Linked DNA regions of Zea mays: region 1 is linked to region 2. A link is a contact called in public Hi-C data. All regions are on one chromosome and are shown on one strand. Each heading gives the region's core, a stretch centred on a gene start, on an enhancer-like site or on the middle of the called end of the contact. The rest is flanking DNA. Distances are from core to core; before and after follow the strand shown. Region 1 holds the start of LOC100382494 (F-box/LRR-repeat protein). Region 2 holds the start of LOC100284575 (hevamine-A).

What was found. A called contact is a pair of places that touch in the nucleus more often than the background predicts.
Region 1: a Hi-C map of leaf shows a contact between it and region 2, with 7 times the contacts expected there. The contact joins the promoter of LOC100382494 here to the promoter of LOC100284575 in region 2. A contact is called at or near these places in 3 of 25 Hi-C or Micro-C datasets (ear, leaf and tassel).

Annotation. Positions count from the first base shown.
Region 1 is chr3:181,593,498-181,597,561 of Zm-B73-REFERENCE-NAM-5.0, reverse strand. LOC100382494 (F-box/LRR-repeat protein) reads right to left here and starts at 1,631. Exons shown (of 2, transcript NM_001175231.1): 1 at 1,179-1,631; 2 at 1-770. The coding sequence starts at 628.
Region 2 is chr3:181,372,098-181,376,175 of Zm-B73-REFERENCE-NAM-5.0, reverse strand. It overlaps LOC100284575 (hevamine-A), which reads left to right and starts at 1,322. Exons shown (of 1, transcript NM_001321603.2): 1 at 1,322-2,806. The coding sequence starts at 1,517. The coding sequence ends at 2,452.

The DNA.
Region 1 (4,064 bases), core at 382-2,881, 220 kb before region 2:
CCGATTTTGCAAATAGACTTTTCAATGTATGGCTTGTGAGCTCCATCGTAGACTGTAATTCTGAAGTGACAACCTCAAGGACATCAAGTGCTAATGACTCTATTCTTGGGCAAGCAGCAACTAAAAGGCTCAAATCCAAGGCCAAAATGCTGACATGCCTCAGGGAAAGGGATTTCAGACAAGTGAACCTCTGATAGCTTGGTTCGACACCTGTGATGGTGTTATGGTCCAATTCCAAATCTAGCACTTCGAGCTTTTGCCTACCACACTTTTCAAGAATGCTTACATTGGGTATTGTCCTGACATTGTAAGACAGGCTTCGGAGGGTCTCCCTGGTATACATGAGCCATGCAATCACTGGTGCTGCAGAGAACTCATGGGTGTTATCAATGTGAATCGAAAGGCGTTGCAGCCCCATAGTCTGAAATATAGTCTGTGTGATGACAATCTCCAACTGACGTGTAGTCATGTCCCGTGGAAAGTCATTGGAGTTGAAGGACAGCAAACGGAGATGCCTCCTGCATGCATCTCGCCACTTGCGGCATACCGCAGAGGCAATCATAACATCACGCGCAACACCAAGATGGGAAAGAATGTTGCCAACGACTTCAACAGGGAGAAGCTCCATTTTTGGCACTCAACGCTATCAACAAAAACGTAACAAAGAATTTTTCTCCAACACAACCAAGACAGACTTCTAGCATGTAGTTGCATGCATTTTCATATCCGCATATATCAATCAAAGTTTAAGACCTCGTCGCCTTCGTTCCCTGCAGAACGGCACTGATAATTAGCATGTACTGCCAATTACTCCTATTTAGTAATATCAATCTGTAGTCTCTAAAGACTATGTCAAAGTTCAGGCCTAGGTAAATGTCCTAGCACTGTGATCAGCAAATTTGAAATAACTGACACAAGCAAAAGCATAGTTGGCCATCGTTTAGCGATTTCCCAATAAAAATACCTCTCGACCAAATCTAGATTAAGATCAGGTCGCTTAGACGTAGCACTGAAAACCATATTACGCAGTTCTTCGGTTGGGACGCAAAAAGGGATCACAGGAAGATGGAATCTAGATAATTAAACATATAATTCTTCAATTCGAAGATGACGTGCAATTTCAAACACGATAAATGAGAGAGAGGTGGGGCCGAGAAAGAAGGAGCCAATCAGCCAACCTTTAGCGCGATGGCAATACGAAGATCATGAGGCCAATGACGACGCAGACCCGGGCTTTGCCTGCGCGCTTTCGCCGGATCTACACAGCACAAGCCGCTTCGACGTGGTGGCACCCAAGATCGACTTCCATCATCTATGTCCCTCGAATCCGGCTGACGCCCGATGCGAGAACAAACCGTCTTATTCGAAGGACCCGCGTCGCCGACGCGCCGGCGTGGAGAGTGGAGACGCTGCGCTGACTTCTGAGGGGAGGAGGGGCGTCGAGCAACTGAAGGACGAAAAGCGGAGATGTGGCAGCGCAAGTCTCTGCAACCGGAGATGCGGCGCTGACTTCTGAGGAGAGGAGGGGCGTCGAGCACGGCGCTGAATCGCGAACACGGCAGCGTCGCGGCGAGGAGAGGAGGCGCACGGCGCACCGCCCGCCGCACACCTAGGACGCACACCCACGGGCCACGGGAAAAAGGAAAAAACTGACGAGACGTGGGCCGTGGGAGGAGCGGATTGGGCTTGCACTTTCATGGTTCGGAGTTCAACCGAATCCGTGACTATGGCGTTTTAAAAATGTATTTTTGCTGGACGTCAGCGTTTTTTCTCTCTCTCCTTAGGGCAAGACGAAATACTCATGGCTCGATAACTCGCTTGACTCGGCTTGTTAGTAGCTCGGTTCGACTTGGCTCGTTTTAATTTTGTAGCGAGTCAAGCTAGTATTCTAGCTCGATTTTCTAATGAGCCAGCTCGGGTTAGCTTGCGAGCCAAACGAGCTAAGCCACAATACAAATTTATCTAGTCGTTGGTGTCGTCTCATCTCTAATAGTCTTGTTTTCTCGTAGTTGTGATCTGTGATATGGACATATTTAGATGTGTCATGTGCTTAATATTTACATTATTGCATGGCTACATACCTACATTGCATATTTAATATTTGACTAGGTGAATGCTCGTGCGTTGCTACAGAATGAACATGTTATGATAAGATATATTAAAATTAAAGAATCTAATTTTCATTTTATCTTTTTGTTATCGTCTTTTAAAGTTCTTCATTTTGTTTCCTTGTATCAAACCTATTTGGTGGACCTACACGTGCTTGTACTCAGATGCAATACATGATATTATGTATTATAAATTTCTACTTGTTATTTTTCTACCTTAGTACAAGTCGGTTGCTAATCATTGCACAATTTTGATTAATTTAGGTTACAAGAGCATATTACTTGAGTGGTCGATAAGCATTGCATCTTAATGTATATGGTGGATTTGTTTGATGTGTAAGACTTATGTAAAAATTCTTAACTTTAAAAGATGACAACTTACAGAAGTGCTAAAATCCAGTGAGAGCAACACAGAACAGTAATAAAGTTACTGGAGCTCAAAAGAAAAACTGCGAGGGAACATATCGGGGGCCAGTCCTTCAGTAACATTCACGTAGTTACAGCCTTCCAGGAAATGGTTGGCTCCTAGCAAGCACATCTGCTTGTCTGTTCAGTGTCCGGGACTTGTTCCGCAACTGTCTTGAAGTAACTGGGGGCACACAAAACGGACAAATATCAAACGCGTATCTATGATTAGAACTGCAAATCAATCTGGGAGTCGCCAGGATTTGGCAACCTGCACGGACACAGGATGACCTGAACCCTCCTAGCATCTTTTTTGCTCCCTTTTTGTTATAAAAAAGGTTCTTCTTTGCTATTTTTTCCCAATAAAAAACCAGTAAATGCGTTTTGGTAGAACTTCAACAAGACCATAATCCAAAAAAATGACATGGACTGAACTTTGTACCCGAACAAGAAACAGAAGATGCTTTTACTTACATGTCTTGGTCATGCTCATGCTCCAAGGCGAGCCTAGCGATGCATAGGAAAGCAGTGTCGACGTTGTGGTCCTCCTTCGCAGAGGTCTCGAAGTATGGAATATCGCCCTTGGAGGCGCACCATTCCCTCGCTTTCTTCTCCAGAACCTACGGGAAAGGCAAAGAGACTGCAGGGTATTTCGAATCTATATATATGAGAAAGCTTGCGCATTCAGGAAAATTGACCATCTGTTTGCTCCCGCCATCTGAATCAATCTTGTTCCCGACCAAAATGAACGAAAAGCGCTGAGGATCCGATGGGCCAACCTGAAAGGGGGACAAGATGGTGAATCCTTCGGTTAGCGTTAGAGTACTCAGATCATGCAACATGCATGCACTGCACTTAACAACGAAACCGAAACGTAGACAAGGTTATGCCGGTTTTCTTTTATTTTCTTTTGATTTTGGGTGTAAAAATGAAGTCTATGTAAATCATAATGAACTTGTCGTGGATGAGACTATACTGACGATCATCTGAATATTTATCTTTATCTTTTGTATTTTATTCTCAACCACATGAGTAGCTGCTATTGTAACCAGACATCCAGAAAGATACATGCTCGTGGGAGATGTGGCTTACTTGATTGAGGAACTCATCATGTCAGGTATCGAGCGTATTAAAGCTTCTCCTAGTAGCTATCTTTCTTGTTTTTCTTGTTGATGGGAATCTGTGGTAGAATTTTAATGTAAGTTAATAACAGACAAGATAGCTTACTAAGCGACCGATGGGGTTATGCCATTATTACATAACACATAGCATCAGAGAGGCAAAGGAGGAAGGTTTACTTGCCTTACCCATGAAGGTTGCAAAAGCAGTCTTAAGGCCAAGCACATCAACAGATCAGCTATTCTCCTACAAGAGAAAAAAACATCAATACGTCTGGTCAACAATATTAATAACGACTCGTGGCATATCAAAAAAACCATACTAACACTTTTATAAGGAAAATAACAAAATGTGATTATAGAAATGTATTTTGTCACCCTTCTCCTGAGGGTTGGAACAACCTTGAAAATGCTTTCTTCTCTCGATCTCAGA
Region 2 (4,078 bases), core at 73-2,572:
ATTCCTTTGTCCAGCCGTCCAGCCGTCCAGGGGCACTACAATCTCTTCTGACGTGTTTGGTTTGATGAATCACTCTATCAAATTGAAGTGGTGCATCATGGGTCCATTTCTTAAATTTGGTGGGATAACTCTATTCCACATATTATTACTAAACAACTAACTATGAGAAATGAGGTCGTGATGGATTAACTCATTCTATTCCACAAATCAAACAAAAAAGTGAGGAGTGAGAAGATGATGGACTATATCATTCCTCAAACCAAACACTCCATTCATTCTTCAACCAGTCTCCAATCTCCATACGTTAGACTGGCTCCAACAGGTCCTCTAAAGGGCCCTCTACCTTAAATTTAGAGGATACAACGCACTCTATCCAATCCAGCAAAAGACTGCAAACGAGTCTCTAAATTTTAGAGTGTGGTCTTCAGCCGCTAAATGTGGAGATACACTGTAGATCCGGTATCCTGCGCGAGATGGTTCTTTTAGCTGCTAGTGTACCTGGTGTATGTCCTTTTTATTATCTTTTATTTTTTGTCGACCAATGATGTAAAGAGAGAGAGAGTAGAGAACAGACTTTAGAGGATAAATTTAGAGGACTTTGTTGGAGACGCTGAAAATATAGAGAACGAACTTTTTTATAGTATGCTGTAAATGACAGAGAATATTTCTTTAGAGGATGAAATTTAGAGGATGTTGCTGGAGATAGTCTTATACGTACGCGCTGGCCCATCCCTAGTTGGTTAATCATTTGGATCGGGGCGACAGATTTGAGCGGTTTTTTTTTTTTGGCTTAGGCCTTGTTCGTTTACGTCGGATTGCACCCGGAATCGTTCCAGCTAATCAAAGTTTATATAAATTAGAGAAGCAATCCGGCTAGGAATCGTTCCGATCCACCAATCCGGTAGAAACGAACAAGGCCTTAAGAACCGAGTAAGACGACGATGCGTGACTCTGATGACGTCGCTCTGCTCATCAAACAGGGCCGATGAGCTCGTCCCCTTTGCTGTCTGATTCAGCGAAGGACGGCAGGAAAGGTGATTGTTCTCGCTATCAAAACCAAGCCAAGCTTTGTGGCCCTGGCTGGCCGTGGAAATGGACAGCGACTCAGCGAACAGCTGAGTCGTCTCTGACTGAGAGTAGCACCGAGGCCGACTTGGTTGCCATTAGCAGGAGAGGGCGTGCGGTTGATGCGCATGCATGATCGCGTCAAACGGAAACGCACTGTCCAAGTGTCCAGCGGCACATTGCCCTCGCGCACTGAGCGTTTAGTGAATTCTGACTTTATGAGCAGAGGCACGCGTGACAAAACTCGAAGAGCTGAGGAGGGAATGGTCGTCGCACTTGGACGCCCGATCAGTGGAGGCCGCTGTGTCTGTTCCATCAAAAGTCAATAGCGACGACCCTCGCGCACAGCGTCAGCGGTCAAACACTGCCGCCGACGACGCAGGCAGGACGCACTATCGTCGTAGCGCGCGCGCGATATATAAAGGCCATACCAAAGAGCTCGAGAAACAAGATGGGTAGGAGAAGCAGCCAGTTTCCGTCAATGGCACTGGCCATGGCCACGGTGCTGATGGCACTGGGCGGGGTAGCCGCCACAGCGCGCGCCGGCGGCGGCATCGCCATCTACTGGGGCCAGAACGGCAACGAGGGGACGCTGGCGCAGACCTGCGCCACGGGCAACTACAGGTTCGTCAACGTGGCCTTCCTCCCGACGTTCGGCAGGGGCCAGACGCCGGCGCTGAACCTGGCGGGCCACTGCGACCCGGCGAGCGGCGGGTGCACGGGCGTGGGCGCGGACGTCAAGGCGTGCCAGCGCATGGGCGTCAAGGTCCTGCTCTCCATCGGCGGGGGCGTCGGCAGCTACGGCCTCTCGTCCCGGGCCGACGCCCGGAGCGTCGCGGCGTACCTCTGGGACAACTACCTCGGCGGCGGCGGGTCCGAGTCCAGGCCCCTCGGCGACGCCGTCCTCGACGGCGTCGACTTCGACATCGAGAGCGGCGGGGGCATGTACTGGGACGACCTGGCCCGGTTCCTCAAGTCCTACTCCCGGCGCGGGCGCGGGCGCGCGCGGAGGCCCGTGTACCTGTCGGCGGCGCCGCAGTGCCCGTTCCCGGACGCGTCGCTGGGCACCGCGCTCGCCACGGGGCTGTTCGACTACGTGTGGGTGCAGTTCTACAACAACCCGCCGTGCCAGTACAGCGCGAGCGCCGGCGTGGGCAGCCTGGCGCAAGCGTGGGCGCAGTGGACGTCCATCAGGGCGGGGCGGGTGTTCCTCGGCCTCCCCGCCGCGCCCCAGGCCGCTGGCAGCGGGTTCGTGCCGGCGAGCGACCTCGTGGCGCAGGTGCTGCCGGTGGTCAAGAACTCCACCAAGTACGGGGGCATCATGCTCTGGTCGAGGTACTACGACGGGCTCACGGGGTACAGCGACGCGGTCAAGTCCTACGTGTGAGCTAGGCAGCCTCGTGTCATGTCGGGCGTGCAGGAGGGAGTAGGACTGTAGGAGGCACATGCTTCCATGTGCGTGCACGTGCGGGGCGTTATCATACCTATGGGTATACTGGGTCGCTATTCGCTAAGGAAGAGACTGGAAAGAAGCAAATCGCAAATACAGCTTCTTACTACTACTTTGCAAACTTCAGTTCGTTTCGGATGATCACCTTTTTTTCAGATTCAGAACATTTGTGCCTTAAAGTACACTAGATTGTTGCTGCTGCTGCTATAGACAGGGACTATTCCGACACACACACACACACACAGACAGTTCAGAGATAGATGGCACAAAACGAAGTTCAGAATTGTTCCTTGTGTGTTTGTCTGTTTGATACTCGTATACTGTCTGTCTACCGATAAATAGAGGTTGCTTCCGTAAATTGATGGCCAGACTGGGCTGTGTGGGCTTGATAAGTTGAAAATCAACGAGAGGACGACATGGTCCGGCCCAGCAAGACTTGGACGGCCATTACTACACCTACATTGCGCAGCCTATCTGGTCTCACTCTGCTATAAGCCTATAACTGCATTTTGCCCATAAAATAAAGGGAAATTTGGATCCATACCATTAAAAGATCACCACTTTGGATCCATACCATTACTATCTCACTTACATGTGGGTCCACATGAGTCAATGACATGTAGGGTCCATGGTATATATCTAAAGTTTGGATCTTTTAATGGTATAAATCCAATTGTTCCTAAAATAAAACTACCCCCGCCGCTGTGTCATACTCCCTGTATTAGTACTAGTATTACCTTGAAAAAAAAAAGAAAATGGACAGCAAAATATTGAGAAACGAAAGGAAGACTTGTGTGATGTACTCCTCTTTACGTTGCCTGCGGGATTCGGTTTCAGACTAGGTAGAATCTATGCAGCAGAAGGCCAGTTTCAGTAAGCCATCACCATCGTTTGGCGGGCTATAAATAAGCCATGCCGGCACGCTATATACAAGATAATGGGTAAATAACCTTACTGTGTGATAACGACGACAACCACATGATTGACTCCGAAATCAGCACGCCTGGGCCCCGATCGGTGGTCAGACCTGCTGTTCCCGATAAGAATATGAATATGATTGCTTCCCACACCAGGGGATGGGGAGGGAGACAGCCGACTTCTCGCATCAAAACGAGTCAAACAAAACGACGCCATGTGAGAAGCCGGCGAAAGCTCTGCCGTCTGAATCCGCCATGTGCATGCATGCATCCCTCTAAAATCGTATCGCCGCTCCTGGCTACTGCGGATCGGCCGGCGGTGACCTTCCCCCCAGACATCTGCACATGAACAGCGGCAGCGCTGGTTCGATCAGGATTTCAGGCAGCCAGATTTTACCCGGGGGGCCCCCGCTTGCCAGTCGCGCGACTGAGGGTCGCATCTCGCATGTGCCTTCCAATCAGTAGCTTTGGGTTGACCGGCTGACGTGGGCGTGGAGACATCCATCGTTTGGTCGATAGACGATAGCTGCTTGAGCTCAGGAAATCCGTATTATACTAGTACTTATTAGGCCAGTGCAAACCGTCAATTTTGATTCGGGGGCACGTGCTCGAATTGGGATTTGGACTCCTCACCAAGATCAAAAAG